Linked DNA regions of Mus musculus: regions 2, 3, 4 and 5 are each linked to region 1. The links are chromatin contacts, called in public Hi-C, HiCAR-type and HiChIP or PLAC-seq maps. All regions are on one chromosome and are shown on one strand. Each heading gives the region's core, a stretch centred on a gene start, on an enhancer-like site or on the middle of the called end of the contact. The rest is flanking DNA. Distances are from core to core; before and after follow the strand shown. Region 1 holds the start of Prdm1 (PR domain containing 1, with ZNF domain). Region 2 has its middle 81 kb from the start of Gm40638. Region 3 overlaps Crybg1 (crystallin beta-gamma domain containing 1). Region 4 has its middle 80 kb from the start of 4930431F10Rik. Region 5 has its middle 56 kb from the start of Gm40638.

Region 1 (2,700 bases), core at 77-2,576:
GTCCCCTCCCTCTGCCGCGCGCGCGCGCGCGTTCAGTCTCTTTCATCCTCCAGCAGGCAAGCCTGAGAGGGGTTGCATCCTGCCAGCATCCTTGAGTACCAGCCTTCCCGAGCTCCCATGGACCACAGGAAAAGAAAAATTGGGGAAGAGGGAAACACCCAGCAGTTTTGTTTGTTTTTTTAATCCGTGGGCATCTCGAGCCAGATAGAAAAATTAAAAACAAAACATATTAAAAAAAAAGTCAATAGAATTCCCTGAAGAGAATTCCTTTAGGAGCCCTCAGCCACAAATAGCACTTTCTATTTAAATGTGAAAGTGCATGAATTCCCAGAAGTCACTGAAGTGGCACAGTTTACTGTAACTAAAGTTATACAGAAGACTTGGGGATCCTCCTCTTATCTGCCCTCGGAAAAAGTCCTTTCCAAAGAGGAAAAGCAAGAAAGATAAAACAGCCTCTGCAACGTATTCCCACATAGACGCCGCAGATAAAAATTAGGAATAAGGATAACCATGTTAGAACGCGCGCTTGTGAAAATGTAAACACAGTACAGCGGGAGTCCCTCTCCGGAGCTGGTCTTTACAATTCGTCCCTAGATAGGACGCTCCGAGAAGGGGAAAGATGCTTACTTGTCCTTGTCCCGGGTACAACTTAAACTATCTCATTCTTATTTAGTTCCAACATGTAAGGTCATGTGGAACAAACGATGTTAAATACAAGTGAAAACCTAAGTCAACCCGGGATAGTTACAGTAATGTAAAGGCAGCGAGTGGCGAAGCGGACAAGAACCACTACTGAAATTTCAGTGAATTGACAATTATGTCTAGAACTGAAAGGGTTAATGATTCATACGGAGGAAAAAAGTCTTCTAAATGTTTGACAGTGCTCCGCGTACTAAAACAGAAGCGCTGGTTTCTACTGAGGCTTCATTCTTTTTTTTTTTTTAAAAGGGGGAGGGGGGAGAAAAGAAAAGTTAAAAAAAAAAGGAAGAAAGAAAAAGGGATAAAAGGTTTCAAATCGTATTAAAGACAGAATCTGGTTCCTTACCAAGGTCGTACCCACACGTTTTTCCAAGAGAAGATCCAACATCTGAGATAAGCCTCTCTCATGTCCACCCAGTCCACATCCTCCCGCGTCCCTGCCGGGCTGAGCAGTACTGACGCGCACCTCGGCGGTCCCTCCTTTTCTACGGCCGCGGGCCGGGCTCGCTCCGGGCGGACAGGTGCTGCGCGCTGCTCTTGCGTCTCCGCGACACTGGAGGGCCGAGTGTCACTGCAGCAGTGTCTGTGCGAGCGAGCGAGTGAGCGAGCGACTGACTACTCTTCCCCCTCCCTGCCCTGCCGCAGACTTCTTTACCAATACTGACGGTCTGATTCACTCCTACCAGCCGCCGCGATGGGGGCGTGGCCGCACCTGGCCAGCCCAGCCGTGCAGCGTGGGGTTCAGGGCTTCCCCCCACCGACTGCGACCCGCGGCAGCTTCCTCTGTTTGCAAATGGATTTCAACAAGGACTGGGAATCTTCTTACTTCCCTTTGCAGGCGCTTGCCCTCCATGTTTACCCACACTACGATTGTATTCTAAGTCCTCCGGATCGCTAGCTTCCTGTCGCGGCAGAGCGGGGCGGGGTGGGGGACTCCTCCTCAAAAGAAAACCCTAGTCACCTAAACTCGGTGTCTCAATTACAGGATCCGACGTACTTCGAAGGAAAGAGCTAAAGTATTTTGGCAGCACATGCAATACAATTTCGCTGTGTAGTCCTGGAGTCATTGCCAATGAAATAAATATTCTAAGGCGGTTCTCCTCTAGTATTAAACGTATAGGATTTCATTTCTCCTGCTAACTGAATACATTCAGCTTAGGTAGACCTAACTTCCTCCTTTCGACCATTTGGAAATAGGGAAACAGGAAAAAGTTATAATCATATATACTGGTTTTGTTGTCCCTGCCTCTCATGCCCAAACCCACAGCCAGGCTTCCGAGCGTGTGCGTACAATGGAGAGTAGGAATGCTTCCCAGTTAAAAAGGGGATGTTGGGCTGGGGGCAGTGAGTGGAAAGCTGTTGGAGGCAGTAATTAGTGGGGCTCGTTCTGAGCCTGGCCGGCTTTTCCTTCAGCCCCAGTCTGTCTTCTGGAGAAGGAAGGACATCCTGTGATGATGGCATACAATGTCCTGTTTGTTTATTATTAAGAGCGTGGACCTTGCATTCCTGCTTCTCATTACAAAACAAACCAGATGCGGTACTTCCTTCAATGGTCTTTTGCCTTCAGCAGGGATCCTCCAATTCACAGAAACAATGCTGCTAAGGGCCCATTTATAGCCAGCATCCCATCACAGCGACTTTTTAGATCACAGAAACTCAAGTCTTCCCCTTATCTTGCTTGCCTCATCGCAGGTTCCCCTCACCCCCACCCCCATTTTTAAAAATCATCTCTCCCAAAAGTTTACGATGTGGTATCTTTTCTAGTATTCTAAACACACGGGGCATACACACCCACCCACATCCAGATCCACACCCACATTCACACACCCAGACCCAACCTAATGATACCAACTTAGTCATACAATGAAGTGGACATTTGAGTATTTGTTTACAGGAAGAAATGAAACACAGCAAAACAAAAGCCCAACTCAATCATAAAGACAGGCTTGTTCTTCTGTTTTCCTTTCAAGAAACTTTCCCAGAAAAATTTTTTTGGGGGGG
Region 2 (2,700 bases), core at 46-2,545, 400 kb after region 1:
AATGGGCTAGCTTCCCTGGTTATTCCATTGTGCTTTAAGAGAAAACAACACAAACATGTCCCCTCCAACCCAAACATGTCCCCTCCAACACAAACATGTCCCCGCCCACTTGCCCCCTAAATCTGGTTTTGAGTTTCACTGGAGTTCAAAACCTCCTTGTGGCCACTGTGCCATCCTGGCTGCTTGTATTGTATTTTGTGAGTAGAAAGCACTCCTTCCTCTTAGGCTCTGCCACATTTGCTGAAGTTTTTCTTAGGATCATGAGCTTTTTGTAACAGTGAATGTGAGCTTTGGTCATCATATGTTCTTTCTTATAAATATCCACAGCACCTTATAGTCAGCAAGTTGCATCTACATACACACATACCACACTAGCACACACACACACACACACACACACACACACACACACACACACACACGAAGACAGATTCATGGTTCATGGCTGTACCTCCTACCATTTTCTATGGAATTTCTATGGAATGCTTAGCCAAACCAAAAAAGAGCTTTCCTACCATATGAAGGTAGAGTCACCTTGGCAGAGCAGAAAGCAGTTTTTAAGGCAGGGTAGCAGGTTCTAGAGGAAGAGCAACAGAACAAGAGCTGTAACCGCAGAAAAAGCTTACCGTTCCTCCTATTAGCATACTTATGAGTGGAAAGACCAAGTCAGGAGCACTCAACAAAGGCGTAAGTGTAGACACACGTATGCTGAGCTTTGGGGCAGCTCTGGGCAAGGGACAGTCCCAGCAGGCCTGGAATCTTGCTATGGTTATCTTTCCACTGCAATTCTTTAGTTCCCTTCTCCTGATGATCTGGCCAGTTTGTCTCCTTTAGAAAGGAATTTAGTTGTGTTTACGTTTGTCTCACGTGTGTAAAACAGGAATGCATCCATCTTGGCACAGGGTAGAGATGATTTAGCTTCAGAGGGGTTTTCTAAACTTGAAGCACTATGTCATGAAGAGGCGGCTTCCTAAAACGTATGCTGCCTAGTTGTGGCCTTCCATACTAAGGGGCTCTGAGCATGCGTGTGGGCACTCCGTCCTCCTCCCAGAACACTATCCACATCATTCTGTTTAAATCTCGTCGAGAGGAGCCATCCTGAGAGTGGCTGCCAGGGGAGCCAGACTCTTGCGTGTTGTCTTCTCTTTCCTCTCCAGAGTTGGTCCCTCGTGTTTAAAGAAAGAGACTCTCAAAGTCAGGAAGCTAGTCAGACATCCAAACTATGTAGTGACGTCGAGGCCTCTGTGAACCGGAAACAGACATGGACTGCATCCCTTTCCGACCCAATCAGTTCCAAACATCGACCTCTAGTGCTTGTGGGGCTTGGCTGTTGGCCCAACCTGTACCCTTTGCAGAGGCAATGTACAGGTCATGGAGGTCACTCTTATTTTTTGTTTTTACTGTTTAAAGAGAGAGTTGGGTGTATAATCTTGGCACTTTTACAGGAGGCTAGTGGAGGAGAAGAAAGAGGAAAAAGTAAGACTGTTTTTAATTCATCAAACCGCTGCTGATTTAGGAATAATAAACACAAGTCTGTTTCCTTGATTGTTTTATAAATAGCAAATATTTGGGTGAGGAATCTGATAAGTGCGCAGACTATAGGGATTGTTTATCAAAATGATGCGTCAGTTAAAAAACAAAACAAAACCAACAACAACCCCCACCCCCAAACCCTTGAGTCTGTCTGTAAGATTCCCTCAGTCTGGTTCCCAAGGTCCTTAGTCATCATTCCCCTGTCCTTTGAACTGGATCAAAGCAACACAGGGCCTCTGAGGGGAAAGATTGGTTCCATTATGCAAAAGGCAATAAGGTAGTGCCCTTCCCAGCAGTTAATAGGCAGGAATGTTGTAAAATACTGTGTGGTTTTCAAATACCAAGGCGGAAGTTTTCTGGTTCACAGTCTCCCTAGTCATCGAGACTGGCCTTCTGGCTTTTTCGGGCGTTTGCCAACTGTTTCCATGTTAGGCAGAGAATCTGCGTCCAAAATTTGGGGGCTGCCTGGTACTTCACTAGGTCAGCTGTATGCACGGATCCCCGGCTGCTGCTTGCCTGGTTCTCGGGTTTCAACAGTACTGAGTTACTGTAAGAACCTCCTGACTTAAGCCACTGACCCAAACATAAAGCAAATTGCATTTAAATGAGCAACGCAGGCCCTGAGGAGAATAGAAGGGAAATGTATAAACTGTGGTCACTCCATTCTTCTGATATTTAAAAATTAAAATGGAAATTTTTTTGCCCATTTGGATTGTGGGGAACTTTTGGGTGGAGACATTTTTCTGAAGCTCCTGCAAGCGGCATATTGATTTTTTTTTAATTATTAGACAACAAAGGGGAAGGTAAGAAGGTGATTGCTTTACGATATTTCTTTATTCAACAAACACTTTTTGAGCATTGGTCATGGCCAAGGTAGAGAGCCAGGTTCCAAGGAGAGAGTAGTAAATGGGAACGATTTGGCTCCAGGAGAGAATGCACTCACTCAGTGTCTCGTGGTTCTCGAGGAGAAGAACCACCTCACGGGGAGAAAAGGAACTGTTCACCCCCAGGGCAGCTCTATTCGTCTCCTACGTGACTGGTTTTCAACCTAGAACCCCAGGAAGCCGAAAGTCACCAAAGCCCATGGCTTTTTCACACTCTGTTTGGTAGTTCCAGATGCACAAGTCCTCCCATACTAAAGTGTAGCCCTCTTTGTTTCTATGCCTG
Region 3 (2,700 bases), core at 109-2,608, 460 kb before region 1:
TATCTGCCCTTTCTGAGTGAGTATGGGGTCTACAGCACGCCATTGCTCTGAAGTATTCACACGTGTTTTCTGGGGGGCTGAGTTCCCACATGAAATTCTAATATAGATGTGCTGCACAATTAAACAAAAGTTCTTCGGAGATCTCAATATTCAAAGGTAAATGGGTCTTCACAAACCCACTGGATGGAGCTCGAGGGCTCTTATGGAAGATATGGGGAAAGGATCGAAGGCTCCAAAGGGGAACAGGAATTCCATAGGAAGGCCATCAGAGTCAACTAATCAGGACCCTTGGAGCCTCTCAGAGACTGAACCACCAACCAAATAGCATACACAGGCTGGGTCTGGCACATACATAGCAGATATGCAGCTCAGTCTTCATGTGGGTCTCCCAACAACCAGAGCAGTGACTATCCCTAAAGCTATTGCCTGGCTATGGGTCCCATTCCCCTGGCTGGGCTGCCTTGTCTGGCCTCAGTGGAAGAGGATGTACCTAGCCTTGGAGAGACTTGATGTGCCATGGTGGGGGCAGGAGAATACACCGGTGGGCCCCACCCTCTCAGAGGAGAAGGGGAGGTGGGGATAGGGGAGGGACTGTGTGAGGGGGGACCTGGGGGGCCAGTGACGAGGATATAAGTTAATTAGTTAATTAATTAATTAGGAAAAAGTTTAAAATCTATTAGTTTACAAAATCCATGAAAAAGAGAACCTGCATGTAATAATGCTGAAAACCTGTGTGTGTGCACGTGTGTGTTAGTCAGAGTCATGTTAAACAGCTGAGGCAGGTCTTGAACTTTCTGTCTACCTGCCTTGGCCTCCTGAGTGCTGTGATTGGTGACATGTCTCATCACAACTAGCCAACCATGTATTTTGAAAAAGCTTCCAAAATCACAGAACATGAGAGGATTATAGCAAAAACCACCTCCACACCCTGCCCAGTGAAGAAGGGCGCCAGGTCCTTTCTGTGGTCATGTCTCTACTTGCCTGACAGCTTTGCTCACTGCAAAGCAAGTTATAGGCACAGTCTCCCTCAACTTAAACAGGGAGCTTGGAACCAGAAGGGCACAAACAATCCTGGGCTGGTGATGGGGCCCAGCAACAAACAGCGTGCTTACTAACAAAAGGCCCTACGTTCAGTCTCCATCAAAGAGGAAACTTCAGGCAGTTCAGAGAGGAAGAAATGGAAGCTGCATTTTGCAGCTCCCTCTATCAGGGAAAGAACGAATGCAAACTAAACTTTATGCCACAAACTTGAGGAAGACAAATTCCCATTTAGGTAGTTTCCCAACTACACATATGACGATTATGGAGAGCGAGTGAAACCTCAGAGCAAAGAGGAAGGAGAAGGGGGATCCTTGGGCTGGGCGGGGCCTTTGCAAGTAGAGGAAGCTGTTTCACACATCTTGAAAATTCTAAATATAGCACTGAGTGTTTTTACAGAGAATACAAAGAATACGAGTCTCCTAGGTTTTCTGATCGCTCAAAGCATCTTTCCTATACTTTCCATAGTACAACACTGACATTCACAAATGCCTTGAAACATAACTTATTCTCCCGGCTTGGCCACAAATGTCTTGGGGGAGGAAGTGTTGGTGTCTTTGTTTCTTGGACTCCAAGAGTTCCTTGCACATAGATTTAAAAGTGCACAGAGGTAGGGGTAGAGGGGTGAGGCAGTGGTGGTGCACACCTTTAATCATAGCACAGAGGCAGGTGGATCTCTGTGAATTCAAGGCCAGCCAGGTCTACACAACTAAATCCAGGACAGCCAGAGCTACACAAAGAAACCCTGTCTCAAAACAAAACAAAAGGTACATGGTAAACAAATAGAAACTTATTGCACATGTACAACCCCTGTAAAAATACAACCTGAGCCCCTCACTGCCTCTAGGTTTAGAAACATCCCATCTAAATAAGAATTAGTACTTACCATAGAGTCTGATAAGGACATTCCAGAAAAGGAATGGCCTGGGTCATACCGGCTTGCTTTGAAAAGGCCCAGGAAGTCCGCGTCCACGCTCCCAACATTCGGCAGGTTTGACTTCAGAATACCTTCCACGCCATCGCTGTTCTTCAGTTTGGGTAAGTCTGAAAGGTTGTTTTCTGGCAATTGTAGGTTGCCCTGAGAATTCACATCTTCCTTGCTTCCCTCTTTTTGTGGGTACTTTTCCATGTGGCTGGAACCCAGACGAGATGTATTTGATGAATTGAAATTGAAGACCTTTAAGGAGTTGTGGGGTGCAAGGTGTGGCTGTTCTTTGTCTGAGCCACAGGGCAGGCCACCCTCCTTCCTGGGCTGTACCACTGATGACTGAGATACGGAGCTGTTCTGAGAAGTGCTAAAAGATGTGCTCATTGTGTTGACTGACGTCACGGAGGGAGAAAAGACTTTGTCTTGTGGCAGAGAAGAAAGCATGCTTGAGAAAAGCGTGCTGTTTTCTAGCCGTGACCTCTTAACGCCGCCGCTGTTGATGTCCCTGTTCTCCTTGTCACTTGCTTCTGAAGTGGTCTGTGGCTCGCTCTTCCCATTACTGTTAGTGTGCAAGGACTTGAAGACGATGCTCTGCTCGGTGGATGCACGCTTGGCTCTCAGTTTGGATATGGGGTCGTGGTTCTGCAACAAGTGCAAAGCTGGTGACACCTCTGCCAGGCTTTCCTTCTTCTTCCCTAAACCAATGGTGAACACGTTGGGATCAAACACCTTTT
Region 4 (2,700 bases), core at 82-2,581, 360 kb after region 1:
TAGTTTCTTGTGTGTCCCAGGAGTAGACACAAGAGTTGTATCTCAGAAGGAAAGTACTTACCTGCCAATACTGGCAGAGCTTTGTTCCAAGAGCAAAGGATCTACACTGTGATTCATCTTTAGAGGTCAAGGGTTCCAAAAAGCTTTCCTATAGTCTTCTGAAACTTCAGTCACCATTGTCACTGCTGGATCACATGGCTCCAGTAGAAGAGTGGGTGTACTATTATGTGTTATTTTAATATTTGAAAACTAATAGCTACAGTAATATCTCATTTTTTTCTAAAATATTACCCTTCAACAACTACATTGTTACAAACCAGATTTAAAGACAGAGAATGGTGTAGAGCTTGGTTTGGTTTCCCCACTAATGTCCGTCTACTAATTGCCATTATTTTTATTCTGATGTTAATAGGCATCCTTTGCTCATCTCTTTGCGTATTCTTTCTAGTCAACTATTTTTATGCCTATCTCTCAACAAAGGAGAACCCAGAGGTTTTGGGTTATTTTCTTGTTATTGTTGCTGACCTCTGGTCTTCAGTTTTTTAACATCGAATTTTGAATGTTAAATTGGTAAGACTAATTTTAATCTCAATGACAAGTGCTGTTTTCATTTTAAAGATGATGCTAAAAAAATATATCTTTAATGAATAATGCTTATGGAAGAATGGGAAGTTTAATACCTAAGTAATAACTATGTAGACAATATATAGCTATTCGAAATGTCCTCATATGTATTAGAATATATAGGCTCCATTACACTGTTTCAGGCAGAATACATGTGTTTTGATCCTGTATTAATAAAGTAAAAACTTTTCAAAATGTGTACTTTGGATCTATCAAGTTTCCATAGGTCTCTTTCTTAATAAGCAGTAAACATGTGAGACAAAAAAAAAAAAAAAAAGTCCATAAAGGATGTGCTTTCTAACTCAAATTAACTAAAAATCTGTCCTAGTTACAGTTGCATTGTTGTGAAGAGGCATAATGACCATGGCAACTTTTATAAAGGCAAACATTTAGTTGGGGCTGTATTACAGTTCAGAGGTTCAGTCCATTATCATCATGGTAGGAAGCATAGCATCATACAGGCAGACTTGGTGCCAGAAGAGTCAAGAGCTCTACATCTTGATCCAAAGGCATCCAGGAGGAGACTCACTTCCCAACTGGGTAGAGCTTGAGCATAGGAGCCTCAAAGCCCACCTCCACAGTGACACACCCCTACCAACAAGGCCACACCTACTCCAACAAGGCCATACCTCCTACAAGTGCTACTTCCTATGGGGCAAGCATATTCAAACCACAGAAACTCCAGCAGTAATACTTTTAAATGATGACTCATTGTTTGCCAGCTGGGGCTAAAATTTTTTCCAGAAACGGTGACACTATAATCAAGACTTTTAAGGAACTCAGAGGCAAGCCTTGGTGTTAAAAAAAAAAAAAAATCAAACTACAAAAAAAGGAACTTTCAATATTCAAAAAACTCATCAATATATGTGAAACAAACATTAAAGAAAAGGCCAAGAAGAATTAATAAAAAATAAAGTAATAACACGAGTTGATCTTTATGTAGCCTCCAAGTTTATAAATGTTTGTATTAACTCAGTTCATCTTCACAGCACATTTAGGAGCTAACCATAGCAAAATGGTGTCTTCCACATAGAAAATTGACACTTGAGAAAACTCAAGTTTTCATGGCTCCATCTTGTTTTTGTGAGTGTGTATCTTCTGATTCCTTGATAGGGTGTCCTCTCTTCTTCAGAAAAGAAAATAGAACTTCTGTCTTTCCTCACTGAAACCAAGAGACAAAAAAAGATATGTATTCATTCTAATAGTTAACTTGAAGATGAATTCCCAGTTTTAAATATTATCATGGATAAGCCCCAGCATCAACTAGGGTGGATGAAAAGACATTGGACCACGCTTTTCCAGTCACTTAGTTCTCTTACATCAACTTTGGCCAAGAGAATGCCTAACCCCAGCAAGGAGCTATGGGACCTATATTACCATGAGTGTCTTAAGTACACTCATTCCTGTCATTGCTATCAAGTACTTTCTCTTTTCTGTATTCATATCCTGTTCTCAGTACAGGAGCCATAAGTGACAGTAGGGACATGCCTAGGCAATGGGGGATGGGCAGTGGAAAGTAAGTATGAGAAAGTACTGCCGAGACAACAAGATAAAACACCTAGAATGCAGCTCAACTTCAAGAGAAGATGGAAAGCTATCTTTTCCCAGACTCAACCATGCTGAAGAGTTCAAAAGGAAAACAGAGAATTGGTAGATTGAAAATGAAGAAAACATCGAAGGAAGCAGACATACAAATGTATGCTTGTTGGTCACGCTCCCACCCCACTCCAATTAACATTTGTAAAAGCTAGATTAATGGTGGCCCATTTATATGGATGCATTTACTGTCCTGTGGATTTCTCCTACATCAATATTAACAAATTTAACAGTAATAGATGACCGAAAAGAAATGACTGAATTCTGAGATTGAGCAAGCTTTTTTCCACTTAGCTCAGACCACTGAAAGATGAGCCCTATGTGAGAAATGGAAAGGGTAAAGAAACAGTATGTATCAAAAACAAAAGATAAGTTTAAAATTTTCTATCAAGAGCTATTCTTTGTCAAGGGCATGCTAGATTCTTTGGAGTCAAGTTTAGTCTCTCTCTCTCTCTCTCTTTCTCTCTCTCTCTCTCTCTC
Region 5 (2,700 bases), core at 98-2,597, 430 kb after region 1:
TCTTTAAGGTTGAAGATTCATTCCATGGGGAAGATCTTCAGTATCTTCCATGTTATACCAACGCAAGCTAAGTATACTTGACCTACTACATCTGTTCCTCTCATCTATTTGATCAAGTTCATGCTTTTGCTATTATATGCATGGAAGGGCTCTGTTGTATTTTTTATTTAGTAATGCATTCTAGCTCATATGTACATGAGGATTTTTGTTTCAATTGTGACCCTTGATCTGGAACTTTCTATTCTGTGTATAGAGAATGGAGAAATAATTGGGCAAATCGTGGCCAATCTTATAAAAGTTCACAGATGCCTCTTTGAATGCAACAGTTCATAATGATTTAAACGAGACTTTGTGCCCTAACTTTCATCTCAATATATGAGGTGGGTGGTGGGGGAGGGAGGAAGTGGATCGATGGCCAAAACTGAGTTTTGATCCCTGCTCTCACCCGGGCCCTACCCACAAACACCATCTAAAGCAAGACCAGTTGTCAGCACTTCATTCATGAGCATCATTACCAAAATTCCACAATTCACTTATGGTATCAAAGGTTTGTTTTAATGGAAATAATTTATATGGCATCTTCTCTGGGAAGAATCAGAAAGGTCCATTTGCTGTCTTGACTTTGAACATTGTGGTCTGAGTTCAGTTACATGCTTCAGAGTCAAAAGCCTGCTGCAGCCCACACTAAAATGGATGCTACAGATGTCACCCAGAACCCATGGAAACACAGAACTTAGAGTCGGGAAGGAAAGTGAAGAGGGAGGTTTTCTCTTCTGACATCTCTCTAACAACTGTGTCTAACCTGAAAATGTGGCTCCAATCCTTCTCAGAACTATTATTTTCTTTACAGCAAAGTTCTAAAAACTTGGTTTCTTTTGATTTCTCCCCCCCTGGCAGGAAAATGACACATTTGGGGCCAAGGCATTAAAGTGTGGTCTCTTGGGAAAAGGGGGGAGGGCTATTGCTCTCGAGCCCACAAACAGTTGCAGGTGCAAAAAATGTGCACACGAAAAGGGAGGTCTGGTAGAGGCCCTTTTAAAATGTGGCCTTTTAAGTTCAATAAATCTCTTTGCTCTCCCCTTTGTGAGCTGTGTGCGTTCCTCCCACACTCTAATGCACATTTCAGTCTCCAATGTGGCCTCCAGAAGGAATCTCCGTGTTTGTTGTGAAGTTTTCCGTAATTACATAATCATTGAAGTCTGTGAGGTGGCTGAAAAATGCAAACCCGGGGATTACAGTAACATAATTAGGCTGCTTCCTGTAAGAGCCAAGCTTCTCGGGTCAGGCTTTGATTGGCTGCCCTCGGACCCTTCCTTTTCCTCAGTGAATCACAGCTCAATGGGCCTTTCTGCAGGCCAACTGCTGCGAGGCATTTTAACAGCGTGCTTTTTGTGCGCCCTGAATGAGTTCTGTACACACCCTCTGCATCAGTTTGATTAAGAAGGCAGGGGCAGGGGAGCCAGAGGGCTGTGGTTTCTCGGATGCCTTCGTGTCTGTGTGGTGACAGAGCCAATGCTTACTTTGTCTGGGCCGCAGTACCTTGACTCATCTGGTGGTGTCTAGAAGCCTTGAGTCCTGGCTTTGGGGTATTGGTAGCAAGAAAGAGAAGAAAGGGCAGAGAAAAGCTGAGTTTTGCGTGTGTAATGGAATTTGGTAGCTGATGTGCATCATTCATTCTCAGGTGGGTAGGGAAGATGATATATCACAAACAACCCGCCCACAAATAGCTTTCTATTCTAGGCAGTGTCATAACCATAACCCAAACCTAACCCTTTCTATTATGGGCTACATTGGCCCATAGGATCTACTTCCTCCTCTCCTAACCACTCTTGGAAATGGGAAATGATTCTTCTTGAGCTTCTGTGTCCATCTTTCTCCTCCTTTTGATAATCTCAGCGCACATGGAGGCCTCAGAAAAGTATAAAGTCCAGGTAACACTGATTACTTTGAAAATAAGGATAGTCATTTAGGAAACTTAAAAAAAAAAACACTTGATTTGGTGGATTCTTATTAAAAATCATCAATTGCTCATCAGTGGTCCCAAGTCAGGGGAGCAGCTGTCAAGTAAGGGAAGATGACCAGAAGGAAATCTTCCCCTTAATTTAATCCTGCACCAATGAGCAGAATAAGATGTCAGAGTTTTTTGTTTGGAAAAAAAAAATAGTAGAGTAGTTCAAATGGAGACAGACATCTAATTGTCAGGAGCATCCAATGGACTTGATGGCCACAGCATTTCTCTTAAGCAGATAGCTCGTTCATCACAGTGGGTAAAGGCCCAAGTGGGAATGTTCTGAAAGTCTTTCCTCTACTTTGGAAGATTCTCTTGCTCTGTTTTCAAGAACCCTTCAGGTCTTCTCATCCATTCTGTTGGGTTTCCTCGCAGAGAAAATTCCAGTTTCACTAAATATTCTTTCTTTGTGTCTACACTTTCAAAGTCTTAACATAACTGTGTTTCTTGATACACATTTCCTAAGTGAGGGTGTCTTTAGGAAGTGAACAAAGCACTGCAAATTTTGACTGAATCACGTTTTTGAAAATAGTGCTTTGTCCTCCTCTCTGTCAACGCCAAAAACCAAAGCTCTTGCTGATATACAGTACATCTAAACTATCCATGGGGGAGCTAAGCAACCATAAAGAAATGAAAGATTGCCTTTGCTGTATAAGTTGAAACTAGTATAAGAAACTTAGATTATATTAGAA

What was found. HiChIP or PLAC-seq counts read pairs in DNA pulled down with a chosen protein or histone mark. A called contact is a pair of places that touch in the nucleus more often than the background predicts. HiCAR-type assays count read pairs that join an accessible place to other places.
Region 2: a contact with region 1 is called in a HiCAR-type map of kidney, with 4 times the contacts expected there. The contact joins the enhancer-like site here to the promoter of Prdm1 in region 1. A contact is called at or near these places in 1 of 15 datasets of contacts at CTCF or cohesin (pro-B cells), 3 of 484 Hi-C or Micro-C datasets (embryonic fibroblasts, epidermal suprabasal cells and uterus), 9 of 115 datasets of contacts at active chromatin or transcription factors (bone marrow-derived macrophages, cardiomyocytes, a colorectal cancer cell line and 5 more) and 3 of 9 other capture datasets (adipose tissue, embryonic stem cells and macrophages).
Region 3: a contact with region 1 is called in a Hi-C map of CD8 T cells, with 4 times the contacts expected there. The contact joins the enhancer-like site here to the promoter of Prdm1 in region 1. A contact is called at or near these places in 3 of 484 Hi-C or Micro-C datasets (CD4 T cells, CD8 T cells and cerebral cortex) and 1 of 115 datasets of contacts at active chromatin or transcription factors (memory CD8 T cells).
Region 4: an H3K4me3 HiChIP or PLAC-seq map of bone marrow-derived macrophages shows a contact between it and region 1, with 3 times the contacts expected there. The contact joins the enhancer-like site here to the promoter of Prdm1 in region 1. A contact is called at or near these places in 1 of 39 promoter capture datasets (macrophages), 1 of 15 datasets of contacts at CTCF or cohesin (large pre-B cells), 7 of 484 Hi-C or Micro-C datasets (B cells, CD8 T cells, Th2 cells and 2 more), 7 of 115 datasets of contacts at active chromatin or transcription factors (CD8 T cells, bone marrow-derived macrophages, effector CD8 T cells and 3 more) and 4 of 9 other capture datasets (adipose tissue, embryonic stem cells, macrophages and 1 more).
Region 5: a contact with region 1 is called in a RAD21 HiChIP or PLAC-seq map of pro-B cells, with 6 times the contacts expected there. The contact joins the enhancer-like site here to the promoter of Prdm1 in region 1. A contact is called at or near these places in 1 of 39 promoter capture datasets (macrophages), 1 of 15 datasets of contacts at CTCF or cohesin (pro-B cells), 5 of 484 Hi-C or Micro-C datasets (embryonic fibroblasts, epidermal suprabasal cells, reprogramming fibroblasts and 1 more), 9 of 115 datasets of contacts at active chromatin or transcription factors (astrocytes, bone marrow-derived macrophages, a colorectal cancer cell line and 6 more) and 2 of 9 other capture datasets (embryonic stem cells and macrophages).

Annotation. Positions count from the first base shown.
Region 1 is chr10:44,457,422-44,460,121 of GRCm38.p6, forward strand. Prdm1 (PR domain containing 1, with ZNF domain) reads right to left here and starts at 1,327. Exons shown (of 7, transcript NM_007548.4): 1 at 1,046-1,327. The coding sequence starts at 1,087.
Region 2 is chr10:44,860,581-44,863,280 of GRCm38.p6, forward strand. No RefSeq gene overlaps it. Among named protein-coding and RNA genes, the nearest start is that of Gm40638, 81 kb to the right of the region's middle. Within about 2 kb of position 1,296, at least 37 of the 459 cell types and tissues checked have an H3K27ac peak or open chromatin away from gene starts, as enhancers often do. A contact at or near this core is called in embryonic fibroblasts, kidney and uterus, where this site is marked.
Region 3 is chr10:43,995,128-43,997,827 of GRCm38.p6, forward strand. Crybg1 (crystallin beta-gamma domain containing 1) reads right to left here. Exons shown (of 22, transcript NM_001368305.1): 4 at 1,925-2,700. Among named protein-coding and RNA genes, the nearest start is that of Gm40636, 28 kb to the left of the region's middle. Within about 2 kb of position 1,359, at least 79 of the 459 cell types and tissues checked have an H3K27ac peak or open chromatin away from gene starts, as enhancers often do. A contact at or near this core is called in CD8 T cells and memory CD8 T cells, where this site is marked.
Region 4 is chr10:44,817,475-44,820,174 of GRCm38.p6, forward strand. No RefSeq gene overlaps it. Among named protein-coding and RNA genes, the nearest start is that of 4930431F10Rik, 80 kb to the left of the region's middle. Within about 2 kb of position 1,332, at least 10 of the 459 cell types and tissues checked have an H3K27ac peak or open chromatin away from gene starts, as enhancers often do. A contact at or near this core is called in bone marrow-derived macrophages, where this site is marked.
Region 5 is chr10:44,886,139-44,888,838 of GRCm38.p6, forward strand. No RefSeq gene overlaps it. Among named protein-coding and RNA genes, the nearest start is that of Gm40638, 56 kb to the right of the region's middle. Within about 2 kb of position 1,348, at least 56 of the 459 cell types and tissues checked have an H3K27ac peak or open chromatin away from gene starts, as enhancers often do. A contact at or near this core is called in astrocytes, a colorectal cancer cell line, embryonic fibroblasts and 3 more, where this site is marked.